Regions from separate parts of the Gossypium hirsutum genome. Here regions 2 and 3 are each linked to region 1. The links are chromatin contacts, called in public Hi-C maps. All regions are on one chromosome and are shown on one strand. The core of a region is the stretch at or near the end of the contact, and the rest is flanking DNA. Distances in the headings are between cores, read along the strand shown. Region 1 holds the start of LOC107961885 (dormancy-associated protein homolog 3). Region 2 holds the start of LOC107963039 (disease resistance protein RUN1). Region 3 holds the start of LOC107962536 (disease resistance protein RPV1).

Evidence for each region. Hi-C and Micro-C count contacts between places; a contact is called where the count stands out from the background.
Region 2: a contact with region 1 is called in a Hi-C map of leaf, with 1.6 times the contacts expected there. The contact joins the promoter of LOC107963039 here to the promoter of LOC107961885 in region 1. A contact is called at or near these places in 2 of 34 Hi-C or Micro-C datasets (both in leaf).
Region 3: a Hi-C map of leaf shows a contact between it and region 1, with 2.8 times the contacts expected there. The contact joins the promoter of LOC107962536 here to the promoter of LOC107961885 in region 1. A contact is called at or near these places in 2 of 34 Hi-C or Micro-C datasets (callus and leaf).

What each region holds. Positions count from the first base shown.
Region 1 is chrA11:120,322,720-120,327,206 of Gossypium_hirsutum_v2.1, forward strand. LOC107961885 (dormancy-associated protein homolog 3) reads left to right here and starts at 2,003. Exons shown (of 3, transcript XM_016898066.2): 1 at 2,003-2,188; 2 at 2,443-2,588; 3 at 3,832-4,152. The coding sequence starts at 2,074. The coding sequence ends at 3,921.
Region 2 is chrA11:119,500,017-119,504,503 of Gossypium_hirsutum_v2.1, forward strand. LOC107963039 (disease resistance protein RUN1) reads left to right here and starts at 1,971. Exons shown (of 8, transcript XR_001701863.2): 1 at 1,971-2,759; 2 at 2,945-4,043. LOC107963029 (pentatricopeptide repeat-containing protein At3g12770) reads left to right here. Exons shown (of 1, transcript XM_016899631.2): 1 at 1-1,374. The coding sequence ends at 1,195.
Region 3 is chrA11:119,798,940-119,803,426 of Gossypium_hirsutum_v2.1, forward strand. It overlaps LOC107962536 (disease resistance protein RPV1), which reads left to right and starts at 2,667. Exons shown (of 8, transcript XR_001701662.2): 1 at 2,667-4,003. It overlaps LOC107963149 (a long non-coding RNA gene), which reads right to left and starts at 1,743. Exons shown (of 2, transcript XR_001701869.2): 1 at 1,085-1,743; 2 at 515-838.

The sequences.
Region 1 (4,487 bases), core at 753-3,252:
TGTGAATAGAGAAAGCCATATAACATCAAATTTAATAGCTTAGTGACTTAAATGAAAACTTTTGAGTAGTTTTGTGCCTAAATTGTAACTTTTTTAGTTAAATCACCAAAACAAAAACTTATCTATAGTTTTGTAATTAATGGTATAGTTTTCCCTTTTAAAAAATTTTAAGGGTTAATTAAGTCATTACAAATAAATGAAAGAAGAAAAGAAAGTAAAGGAATGAAAAAAAGAGAGAAGGAAAATTGATATAAATAAGAAAAAATATATTCCAGCTTTATTTTATTACAATTCTATTTCATTACATTGAAACAAACATAGTGTATGTGTTGTGACTTTTTTTTTCAAATAATTGAAGTATTATAAATTTATATAATTTTTTTATATGCTAAGAATTCTTTGTATATAAATTTTGATATATCTGTGTATTCGTATTGTGTTTATATTGTTTTCTATGTTGGACATGTTTTGATTATTTCTCATATATTTGTGTTGTGTTTTAATTGATCTTATATTTTGTCAAAAATTCAATTTTAATTTTAAATAATTTTAAAAAATATAAATTGATTCACCTAAAAATTAGACCATTATATCTATCGAGAAGGAATTGTATGAAACTGTGATTCCACGTCATCCTTATCCCTTTTTAATAGCAGAATGACAAACTAGACTTTTCCTCTTGATTTTCAGCTTTTTCCTCATTTTAAAAAATCAAATTCAACTAAAAATGCTAAATATTAGGAATAGAAGTCTAAGTTGTCATTTTCTTATTAGAAAATAATAAGGATGATGTGAAATTACAATTCATACAATCTTTTCTCATATCTATCATAGGTCAACATAATTAATATGAATATAATTTTCAAAACTTTATTTTAATTATATGAAATGTATAGTACACAAAAAGAAAATCATGAAAACAACAAAAAGTAGTCACAGAAATACAATTTTTGGAATTTTCAAATATTTTGATTTGATAATTTTATCCACAATAGGTCCAACATAATTCATATGAATATCATTTTCAAAACTTTATTCTAATTGTATGAAATGTGCAGTACACAAAAAAGTCATGGAAACAACAGAAAAAGTCACAGAAATATTATTTTTAATTTTTTCGAATATTTTGATTTGATCATTTTATCTATCACATGTCAACATATTTAATTTAATATGAATATTATTTTCCAATATTTTGATTTGATATTTGTCTCACATGTTTATGTTAATAATAATAAAATTGTACTTTAATTCTCTTAAAAATAATAAAAAAATTTAATTTTTTTAAAATTTTAAAGATATAAACTATTAAAATAGTAAAATTATATTTTTACTATCGTAAAAATATATAATTTAATTCTGACTCATCTACATGATTTCCAATGAGGTGGAGAAGTGTACTTTGTGAATGTTTTTTTTTAGTGAAAAGATTAGCCAATACAATATTTAGATTAAACTATCAATACTTTATGAAATCTTTGCAAATAACTACATATTCTTATCCCTATTGAAAGTCAATTTAGTGATATGATCGACGTTTGTATTATCTTTTAAAGGAATATATATTATTTTTTATTGATCTATTTTCGATAATATTTATTAAATACTTCTGATAAGTGTTAAATTTGAAAACTTCGGAAAAGCTACTTGAATAATCTAAATCACCTCTATACTATCCGTCGGAATCTCGTGAAGCGTAATATGCACTTTGTCGAGCGGATACTTTTAGTTAGGAGGAATTGTTTGCATTGAGCTATCCTTTTATGTTTGATCTTTCAACCTTCATAAGAGAAAATGATGATCTAGTCACGTGACCTCCAAAATTATGCAAGTTTTTTGGTCCCAGTCGTCACACTTGATCTTATTCTTATCCCAAACTGCGTTCTTATCGATCCATTCGCCACGTCATCCCTTTCCCCTCCTCAGATCCAAGATCAACGATCCATGTTTATCCCAACTTGTTCGACCTTTAACACCCTTTCATTTTGTCGTTAAATATCTTCTTCTGAGTTACTTTCATTAAAACAAGAAAGATCTTAGGACACGCTGTTCTCCTGCTACGATTCCGATCATATGGGACTACTTGGCCAGTTATGGGACGATTCCGTCGCCGGTCCCCGACCGGATACCGGCCTCGGCAAGCTCCGAAAGCAATCCAAATTTACTTTCTGGCCTAACTCCGCTAAGGGTACGCTTAACGCTCGCTATTTTCACGTCAGTGATAGCGGCTCACTTTAGTCGTATTGAAAAGCAAAAATTATATGTCACTGATAAGTAATTTAAATTTGTTAAAAAATCCAACTGGCGAAGAGCTTTTAAAATAAAGCGAAAATTTGTTGCGAGATGAAATATTTTAATTATTTTATGAGAAGATTTAAGAATTCTAGTCGTTTTTTTCGTATTGATATATTTTCAATTGGTTTTTGGCGATTTAATGATCAGAATCTGATGGCGGGAGTGTGAGATCAAACGGTGATGAAACGTCGTTGGAGGAAGCGACGAGAGTGACACGTACTATTATGATCGTAAAACCACCGGGTTATCAGACCGGTTCACCTCCTGTTTCGCCGGCCGGAACGACTCCTCCGGTATCTCCTTTTGCCGGTAAATTTTTTTAAAAATATTTTTAACTCATTGCCGAATTTCTTTACTTATTTATTTCTTAAATCTCAAGTTCTACGTCTAAGAAGGGTTAGAAGTTGTGTTCTGTCAAATTAACTTTTTGTCTGATTGGTGGACTTTAGGAGGGTAAATATGTCATTTAACGGATTTGTATCATTTTCCTCAATGGATAATGGATGCCAAATTAAAATCATTATTATAATTTCTGTTTTAGTTAGACAAATTTGTCCTCGTTGACAGATTAACATGTATTTGTTTGTATATGTAATGTGTAATTTTATGCATTAACTTTGATTTTGTATAATTTTATATATGAATTTTTTTATTTGATTTAATTCTCATAAATAATTAATACAATTATTAATATATAAATAATTATATTTATCTAATATAAAAATAATCTGATGTATTTATTTCTTTAAATGTGTATAATTGAATTAAAATGAAAGTTTGCGTGTATATATTTAAATCACAATAAAAATTTCTTGTATATAATTGTACTAAATGAAAGTTCATATATTAAATTACATATTAAATTAAAGTTGACGTATAATTTTGAGATTTATCCTGTATTTATATATTTAAGATATAAATCATTATTATTAGTTTTTTTTTGTGAGTTTGACCATTTCAAATATAGTAAAAGTATAAGTACTTAGATAGCATATTTTTACCCTTTAAAGTTGACACTATTAAGCTCAAGCTTTAATCTCGTCACTATTGTTTTAATTTCATTAATTAGAGTTTATTTTACTGTTTATTAAGATCGTTGAAGACGAGTATTTGATTTGAAATATTTCATTCCCTCAACGATGGAAGTATTGTTCTCGAGGTATTTATGCTCGATTTCAGTCTTGTGTTTTTGTCTCTTTACTCCGAGTAGTGCCCAAAAAAGTTCATAGAGTTTGGGTAGTAGTGCCTAGATCCACCAAGAAAATGTTTCATCATTTTGGCCTTAATGTGGTTAGTCTTCATGCCCCTAAAAGGTCTCGGTGAGCAAGAACACTACCACTTGGTTAGCTTTGGAGTAGAGATACAAAAATCCAAAATTAAAACCGAGCATAAACATTGCAAAAGCAATATATTTACTATTGATGGAGTGAGACACTCCAAAGTAGATACTGATCCCCTTTAATAATGGATACTTAAATCAGTTGATAATTAGATATATGAAGTTGTTAACGTGGATGAAATGTTTTGTTTAGGTAGCAAAGAATCGTATCAGTTCCGGAGAAGATCGATTCGGATGCGTACGAGAAGGCCGGCGAGGTTGGAGCAAGGAGCCCTCATCCTCCTTAGGACGTGTGAGTTGTGAGCTCTCTCGCCTGCAAATGAACCTCGAAGCTGGGCTTGCCTTTTTCTCTTTTTGCATATATTTGTAATGTGTCAATGGTGTTCAGAATCTGTAAATTATAATATATATGTGTATGTGCATACGTAGAGGATTTTGCTATATGTGGAGAGCTTGTAATTCATTTTTTTTCTTCTTCGAACTTGTTCGAACTAATGTTTCAATGTCGGTTTTTCCTACTCATGATCTGAAAAATGTTTTTATTCTGTTTTTTATTTACAGTTTTCGAGTCACTAATTGACAGAAATCAAGAAACAAACGAGAAAGTTTACAAGAAGAGACTGAGAATCTTTTCAGATAGTAGTTACAGGTAGAATTGCTTATAACGAGAATCGTTGATGATTAACCACTTTCTGGAAAAATTGTTGAATCTCTATTACTCTTCCCGCTCTTCCTCGTCTCCAAGATGTGTTGAAAAACCTGCAACCTTCAACGGAGAGCTGACGCCTAACTTTTGACGTAGCCTAATGAAAAATGTAGCAGAGAGTGGCTTAGAGCATCGGCCACTTGAATT
Region 2 (4,487 bases), core at 721-3,220, 820 kb before region 1:
ACAAAATGGCCACGCCGAAGATGCCATAAGATTATTTGGTAAGATGCAAGAAGAGGGAGGCACTGCAAATTCTACAACTTTGGTTAGTTTAGTCCACTGTTGTGCACACTTGGGTTCATTGAAGAAAGGAAGGAGTGTGCATGCTCGATTGTTACGGCATGGTTATGCTTTCGACGTAGTTAACAGGACAGCCTTGATTGATATGTATGCCAAGTGTGGAAACATTAACTATGCTGAGAGGTTATTCGAAGATGTGTCCTTTCTTAAAGATGTTATATCATGGAATTCTATGATCACAGGCTATGGCATGCATGGTCAAGGACACAAAGCTCTTGATCTCTATCACCGAATGTTAGATGAGGGACTCAAGCCGAATAAAACTACATTTGTCTCTCTTCTATCCGCTTGTAGTCACTCAGGGCTCGTGGACCAAGGAAGAAGATTGTTTCTGAGCATGGAAAGCGACCATAACATCAGGGCTAATGAGAAGCATTATGCTTGCTATGTCGATCTTCTTAGCAGAGCAGGACATATCGAAGAAGCGGAGGTATTGATCAATCAAATGCCCTTTCAATCGAGCCGTGAAGTTTTCGAAGCATTGCTAAATGGTTGTAGAATGCACAAGAACATTGATATCGGCATAAAAGCTGCAGACTATTTATTAAGTTTGGACGCAACAAACCCGGGTATTTACATCATGTTATCAAACATATATGCTGAAGCAAGGAGATGGGATGCAGTAGATCATATTCGAGGTTTCATGAGGGGACGCGGACTGAAAAAAACACCAGGATGCAGCCTGATTGAAGTTGGAAAACAGCTCCATGCGTTTTTCGCTGGTGAAGATTCACATCCGAACTCGGTCGAAATTGATCGGATTCTCGAGAACTTGAAATCAGAACTTGAAGCTTTAGGTTATGTACCGGATACAAGTTGTGTTCTTCGTGACGTAGATGAGGCGATGAAGATCAAATCACTGTGGAGGCATAGTGAGAGGTTAGCTATCGCTTTCGGACTTTTACATACACCGGCAGGAAGCTTGATAAGGATCAGTAAGAACCTCCGTGTATGTGGTGATTGCCATACAGTGACTAAATATATATCAAAGGTGGTAAAGAGGGAGATTATCGTAAGAGATGCTAACCGTTTCCATCACTTTGTTGATGGAAAATGTTCTTGCAATGATTATTGGTGAAAATGATTTGATTGCGATGTTAAAATATTTAATCCTCAGGCCTGCATTGAAACTGTGATACTATCTGCTTTTCACTTTGGTCTCTACAGAAACCTGCAAAAGGCAAGATTATTAAATAAATTATTAAAAAATTTATAAAATTATTAAAATAGAAGAAAACGGTTCTATTAGCCATTCAACCCTTTTTCTTTTTACCAGTTTTTTCAGCATCAGTTTTGAATTATTGGACAGGAGATGAAAAATTATTTTATGAACATTTTCTCATCATATCACCTCTTTTTAATTATATAATGATATTTCAATAATTTTTCTGGTATGTAATTTTGATAACTTTTTTTTACCCTGAACTATAAATTTTGAACTTCAAACTCAAAACAATGAAATCTTAAACTTAGAATTCTAAATTTAAACTTTAAACTTTAAATCTCAAACCTTAAATCATAAATTCGAACTTAAATTTGAATCCTGAATCCCGAACTTAAAATCTTAAATATTGAATATGTTTTGAGTTTGAAGTTTAAAATTTCGAGTTTAAAGTTCATATTCATGTTTGAGATTTTGAGTTTAAGGTTTAGATTTAAAATTTTGGGGTCGAGATTTGAGTTTAAAGTTTAAATTTAAAATAAAAAATTATTAAAATTACGTTTCCATAACATAAAATAAATAATTGAAAAGGCAATATTCATAATATTTAATTCTTTTTTGTTTTTTAATACGGAAGAAACATTATATCTTTACTTAGTATTGTTTGTAATAAAAAAAGACAAACCGTCAAACACTTTAATGAAAGTAGGTTCCTCTTTGTGAACTCTCACCTTCTTGGTTTCTTCGTAGAAAAACACATCATATCACGTCTATGACCCCACTTTCCACTGCTACGCGTTTTTTTCTTGGAAAAAGGGAAGGTGAGAAATGTATTGAGAACTTTTGCTTACAAAACTTTTTTCTTCCCTGGACATTTGAACTGTTTTTCGCTTTCTCGTTGCTTATACATACTAATTGTTGCTGGTTTCTTTCTGGGTATTGGGCGTTTTGTTCTCTGATTTTGAGCGGCAAATTTCTTCTGATACATTGTCATGATGTCGATAGCTTCAATTCCCTCATCCATTTCTAGGAAGAAATATGATGTTTTCTTGAGTTTTAGAGGTGAAGATACCCGCAGGAACTTCACGGATCATCTCTATCATGCTCTAAGGAGAAGTGGGATTGTCACTTTCAAAGATGATCTAAAGCTGGAGGCGGGTGAAGAGATCACACCAGGAATTCTCAAAGCAGTTCAGCAATCATGGTGCTCGATAATCGTTTTCTCTGAAACTTATGCCTTTTCAAGTTGTTGCTTGGAGGAGCTTGCTGAGATTGTTAAACAACATAACAACGACGGCCATAAAGTTTTTCCAATTTTTTACAATGTTGATCCATCTGATTTTAAAAAACAGAAAGGTAAAGTTGATGAAGCCTTTGCCAAACACGAAGAGAGATACAAGGAAGATAAAGAAAAGCTCCAAAGGTGGCGAGATGCTTTGACTGAAGTGGCTAGCATCAGGGGATGGCATTTAAATAACAGGTATTCTTTCTTTTCTAGTTTTAATGGCATCAGGGGATTACATGTGTTTAATTGTAAAGTTCAATTTTTCTACTAAAGAGCAAGTTGTGTCATCTTGCTTTTTGTTTGCTTCTAAACTATATTGTTCATTGAAATAGAAAAAAAGAGCATTTGAAAGATATCAACAAAATTATATTTCTTTGTAGACATGAAATGGAATTTATTGGAGACATTGTTAAGAAGATATCAGCGAAATTATGTCAGACATATCCGGTTGTTCATGATGAGTTGGTTGGAATTAGTTTACATTTGGAGGAGTTGTATCCGAAAATAAACATTGGGGAAGACGATGTCCGCATTATAGGAATTTGTGGAATGGGTGGTATTGGTAAAACAACTCTTGCAAGGGTCGTTTACACTCAAATGTCTCCTCATTTTGAAGGTAAAAGCTTTCTTGCTGATGTTCGAGAAGCTTCAAACAAATGTGGACTTGTTTCTTTACAAAAACAACTTCTTTCTCAAATCTTGCCAGATGAATGCTTCAATTTTTTCAATGTTCATGAAGGGAATGCCATAATTAGCCACAAGTTGTCTCATAAAAAAGTTCTTGTTATTCTTGATGATGTTGATAACTTACAACACTTGAAATGCTTGGTTGGAAGGTGTAATTGGTTCGGTTTAGGGAGTCGAATCATTGTAACAACAAGAGATGAACATTTGCTCCGATCTTATGGAGTCGATGGTGTGTATAAGCCTGCAACATTGAATCCTGATGATGCACTTAGACTTTTCAATTTGAAAGCTTTTCCTAGTGATATAGTGCCAAAAGATGATTTCATTAAGCTTTCTGAACATGTTGTACGTTATGCTGGTGGTCTCCCCTTAGCTCTTGAAGTTTTGGGTTCTTTTTTGTACGGTAGAGATGTAGCTCAATGGAGAAGTGCAGTCGAAAGGCTTAAAGGAGATTCTAACAAAGAAATTCTCAATACACTTCGAATCAGCTTTGATGGATTGGAAGAAAGGGAGAAGAATATATTTCTAGACATAGCATGCTTCTTCAACGGGGAGGAGAAAGATTTTGTAATGAAAGTATTGGATGGTTGTGAGTTTTTCTCAGATATTGGAATAGATGTTCTCATTAAGAAATCTCTCATAAAAGTTCATGAAGACAAGTATTTGTGGATGCATAACCTGATACAAACAATGGGAAGACAAATTGTTAGGGAAAAATCTATCGATGAACCTGGAAAACGTTGCAGGTTGTGGGAGGAAAGAGATGTTTATCATGTGCTAACAAAAAACACTGTAAGTCATTACATTGAAATTGCATTATATATATTCCGACTCGAATTCAATTGGTTAACGTTATGTTTTAAGAGGTGACATTCAGTAGATTTTAGGTTCAATTTGAATCTTGCAGTCATTCCATTTATCACTATTATGCTTTTTGGTACAAAACACATGGACCTTACAGGAGGTTTGAGAGTTTCATTAGGCATAACATACATTATTATAACCACTTATTTGTATATATTTATTGAGTTAAATAAATTATCTATTTACATTGTCAAGAATAACTGGTGAAAAAATGTCTATAACTCATTTTTACAACTTCATATTTATGAAGTTTTGTTTTAAATGCTTGATCGAGTAAAACAAATAGATCAGTTCATCATCTTTCTAAATATATGTCATTTTAAATCTTTTTGTTGATTATAAGTATTAATAAGACTTATGCAGTATGTATAA
Region 3 (4,487 bases), core at 1,417-3,916, 520 kb before region 1:
CACCCCTCACCCAGCTTGGTCTCTGGACCCAAGCTGTGAGATGCTACTACAATCACCGAAATAGTTACATACAAATTACATTCAAATTTAAATACTTTAAGTCATTTCCCAATTTCATACATAATAGGATCTACAAACAAAAATAAGAATTAATTGGACTTATAAATGTTAATAAATCAATTCAAACATGTCAAAGGACCAAATTTCAAACTTTTCAAAAATTGGGCATGGATATCGATACTCAAGCTAAGCACCGACATTGTTTTTAGCTTCAAAATATAAATTTTAAGTTAACAATAAAAATGTATCAATACAAAGAATAAGGTACCGATACTTTCATATGGGTACCGATAGATGTCCTCAAAGCTTCTCTATAACTTAATAAAGTATTGATAACTTCATTTTATAATTGCATACAAATAATTTACACATTATATATCCGATATAAAATAAGTCAAAATTTACAAAAATTAAAGGCAAGGCTCATTAGAAACTTTTGAATCTGAAAATGGGGTTGAAGACAACAACTGCGCTATAGTAAAAAACAAATTATAAATTGTTGACACATCCTACGCATTAATTGATGTAATGGGTCAATTTAGCCTGAGCCCAAAACCATAAGATAAACAAAAATAAAATGTCCACTGTCCAATTTACACAGCCCAAAATCATAACCCGAGCCCAACTACATAATACCCAACTAAATTGGCCCGAAAATTAAAAAATAAGAAACCCTAGGGTTTGTTAAGGCGCGTCGCAGCCCCCAGCCTACAGCGCAACCTCCGAACGGCCTCCACGTCCGCGTACTAGCATGCCACACTTGCATCCAGCCTTATACCTACAAGAAAAGGCCACACAACAGCAAGAAATAGCAGCAAAAAAGAACAAAAAAAAACTGTAATCACTCGGCTACAAAGCCATAAACATTTTTCATTGTAATTTTTTTAGAAGGAGACACAAAAAAAATAGCAATCGGATAAAAAAAGAATCAAGGTGGTCTTTCGTTCTGTTCTTTTATTTCCTTTGCAAGTTTATTTTCGAATAAAGAACATGCATATATAGATATTCAAAGAAAAAAAGTTACCTTTCTGAGATCGGAGAGGGGAACCAAGGGTTTGTTTGTTTTATTTTACTTTTAAAAGGCTTTTTCTAGAATTTTAGGTTTTAAATCAGGGTTGGGGAGAACCAAACGGTCAAAAAGACCTCTTTTCGTATTACTCCGACCACCATATACGGCGGCCACCAACGCTGGAGGCCAACAGCCATGGTGGTTGGACGATGACCATATTGGCCGGAGAAGAAGGGAGAAAGGAGAGAAAAGGGGAAAGCTTTTAGTTTTTTTTAGAGTTAGGGTTGAAATGAGAGATTGAAAAAAAAATTTAGGTTTTTATAACAACAAGAAATGGCGTCGTTTTGATTTAGCATCCCAGGCGCTAAGCGGCGTCGTTTTGACGCGAAACGGGTCGACTTGATCCATTGCTCAGGGGATCCACGTGTTTTCTCTAATAATGGGTTATCTACACTGTTGATCCCTCTGTTTTTTCAATCTTTTTCAACTTAGTCCAATTCTATTTTATTTCTTTAAAATTTTTTCCTTTAATTTTAGTTCGTTTTCACTTTGGCCCTAAGACCGTTTGAAGAGGTCGACATCTGAAATGGTGTCGTTTGGGGAATAGGGATAATTCCCTAATCGGTCCCCGCCTTCGTTCGCACATCTAATTTTGGTCCTATTTTGTTCTTTTCTTTAAATTTTGCCCCTCGTTTTTTGTTTTTATTTCATTTTGGTCCCTATTTATTTATTTTATTATAGTTTTTACCTTTAATTTCATTTTTATCCCGATTAAGTCCCTTTTTTAATAAATCTATTTATTTGCCAATTCATTATTTATTTATTCTTTGTTTATTTTATTTTTTATTGAGTATGTTTTTTTTACTATCCAATATTATTTATGTATTTATTTACAAATTGCTCCCTTAATTTTATTTATATTTTAATTTGCTATTTTATTTTCAATATTTTTTGTATTTTTATTATTTTTATTATTATTTTCTATTATTGTTATTATTAGTATATTATTATTATTCTTAATGTATTATTATTATTTATTTTCCACTTTATTATTGTTATTGTATTATCACTATTATTATCATCATATTATTAAACTAATTAATTTATATTACATTATATATTTCCTTTTCGTATTTACTTACGTTATTATTATTATTATTATTATTATTATTATTATTATTTTCGTTGTTGGTATTATTATTATTATTATTATTATCGTTTTCATCATTTTTTATTATTAATGTTGTTAAATTATGCGTATTGTTATTTTGTTTTATTATCATTATTTTTATGCTTTACTAATTTGTTGAATTTATGTCGCATTATCGTTCATCCGATATGAGATTTTTACACTTTAGCCATATTCGAATAAAACTACACATATATCATTTTTAAATATTTCACCAACTTTCATCAAAATTCATAAAATAAAGGCAATATTCTATGTTCTGGAAATTCTGCCATCCTCAGTATCCGCCTCTGTTTTTCACCCTTAAAATGACTATTTTAATTTAACCCCACATCGTTTAGAAAAACGAAGATGATTATTTTTTTAAACAGATGTATCCAAAACTTGATATTTAGAGACGGTATCATAAGCCAAATCAGATTGAAGGTGGCAGTGCAGTTTTTGGTGTTGCCACTCACAATAGTATTACTAATTCTGGCTTTCTGGTGCAAAGCAAAATCCAAGTTTAAGCTGCGAAGATGTTTTGAATGAAGACGGGGATGGGGGTTTTTGATGCCAGTCGTTTGCCGATAATTAGAAAGAACAAAGTGATAGCCGCCTGAGAAGAGCGCCATCATCGAATAGTGGGCTGTTAATTAGCAAAAGGAAGGATAGATAGTCTTTGGCTTTACAAACTCCACCGGTGTTGCTCCGCTCTCTGCAGCCTCTTCAGCTTTTTAGAGAATGAATTGGGAAATTAATGGGTTAATTTCATGCTTAGCCCCTTATATTATATTAGGTTCTCTGTTTGGATCCAACATTTTTAATTAAACTTCATTTAATAATTGCATACAAATAATTTAACAAGAGCACTATTATATATATCGGATATAAAATCAGCCAATACGTTTGCATCACATGTTTTTAATTATTATTTTTCCCTAACAACCCCACTCTTTTTGTTAAGTACGTAAAATACAAACCCTCCAACATTTTTATTTCTTACTTACGATTAATTAAACTAGCCTTGAAATTATGATTCCTTCATTCAATAATTGCATAAAAATAATTTAACAACAGCACTATTATATATACCCGGCGTAAAATCAACCCTCACCTTCTTGGAAAGAACATCATCCCTCATCTATTTGTAGATCTGCTTTTCTCTTTCTTATCCTCATCAACCCCTTGTTCCCAGTTTCTTTCTGTGGTATTGAGCGAACTATTTTCTGATTTTGAGCACTAGATTGAGGTATCTTTTTCTTCTCATATATCCTCATGTTGTCGTTACCTTCAACTCCATCGTCCATTTCTAAAAAGGAATATGATGTTTTCTTGAGTTTTAGAGGTGAAGATACTCGCAAAAACTTCACAGATCATCTCTACGAAGCTCTAACGAGGCGTGGGATTGTCACCTTTAGAGATGATCCAAAGTTGGAGGCGGGTGAAGAGATCGCACCTGAACTCTTTAAAGCAATTCAACAATCATGGTGCTCGATCATCGTTTTTTCAAAAACCTATGCCTTTTCAAGTTGGTGCTTGGAGGAGCTTGCTGAGATAGTTAAACAAAAAAAGGATAAGGAACATAAAGTATTTCCAATATTCTACAATGTAGATCCATCCGATTTAAGAAAACAGAAGGGAAAAGTTGAAGAAGCGTTTGCAAAACATCAAGAGAGATATAAGGAAGATAGAGAAAAGATCCAAAGGTGGGGAAATGCTTTGAGGGAAGTGGCTAACATCAAGGGATGGCATTTAAATAACAGGTCATTCTTTCTTCTCTATTTTCTAGTTTTAGTGTCTAACAAGATTGTTATTTTTTTTGGATATTCCTATATATGTGTTTTGTCGAAACAGTATTCAGGTCCGCTAGACTATTTTTTTGGTCACCACTCAATTGTTTTAGTTAGGTGTGATTGCCCACTTAAGAATATATAATTTTTTATTTTTTTGGTGGAACCTTTAATAAAATTTTAAAATTGATTGTACAGTTACATGTGATAAAAGGTATCATGTAATCATGTGCTATTCTTAAATTTATATTTAATATTTAAAAATAATTCTTGTTATAAAATAATTTTATTATGAATAAAATGAATTTATTTTAAAACAAAAATTCGAGCTACAACCCCATAAAAATTCATGATTAAAAACTTTTAAAACAATCACTTTGATTATTAATGGAAAAGAGTATTCTTCTACGATAAATAATTACTAAATATTTCGACCGTAACTCATAAATTATTATGG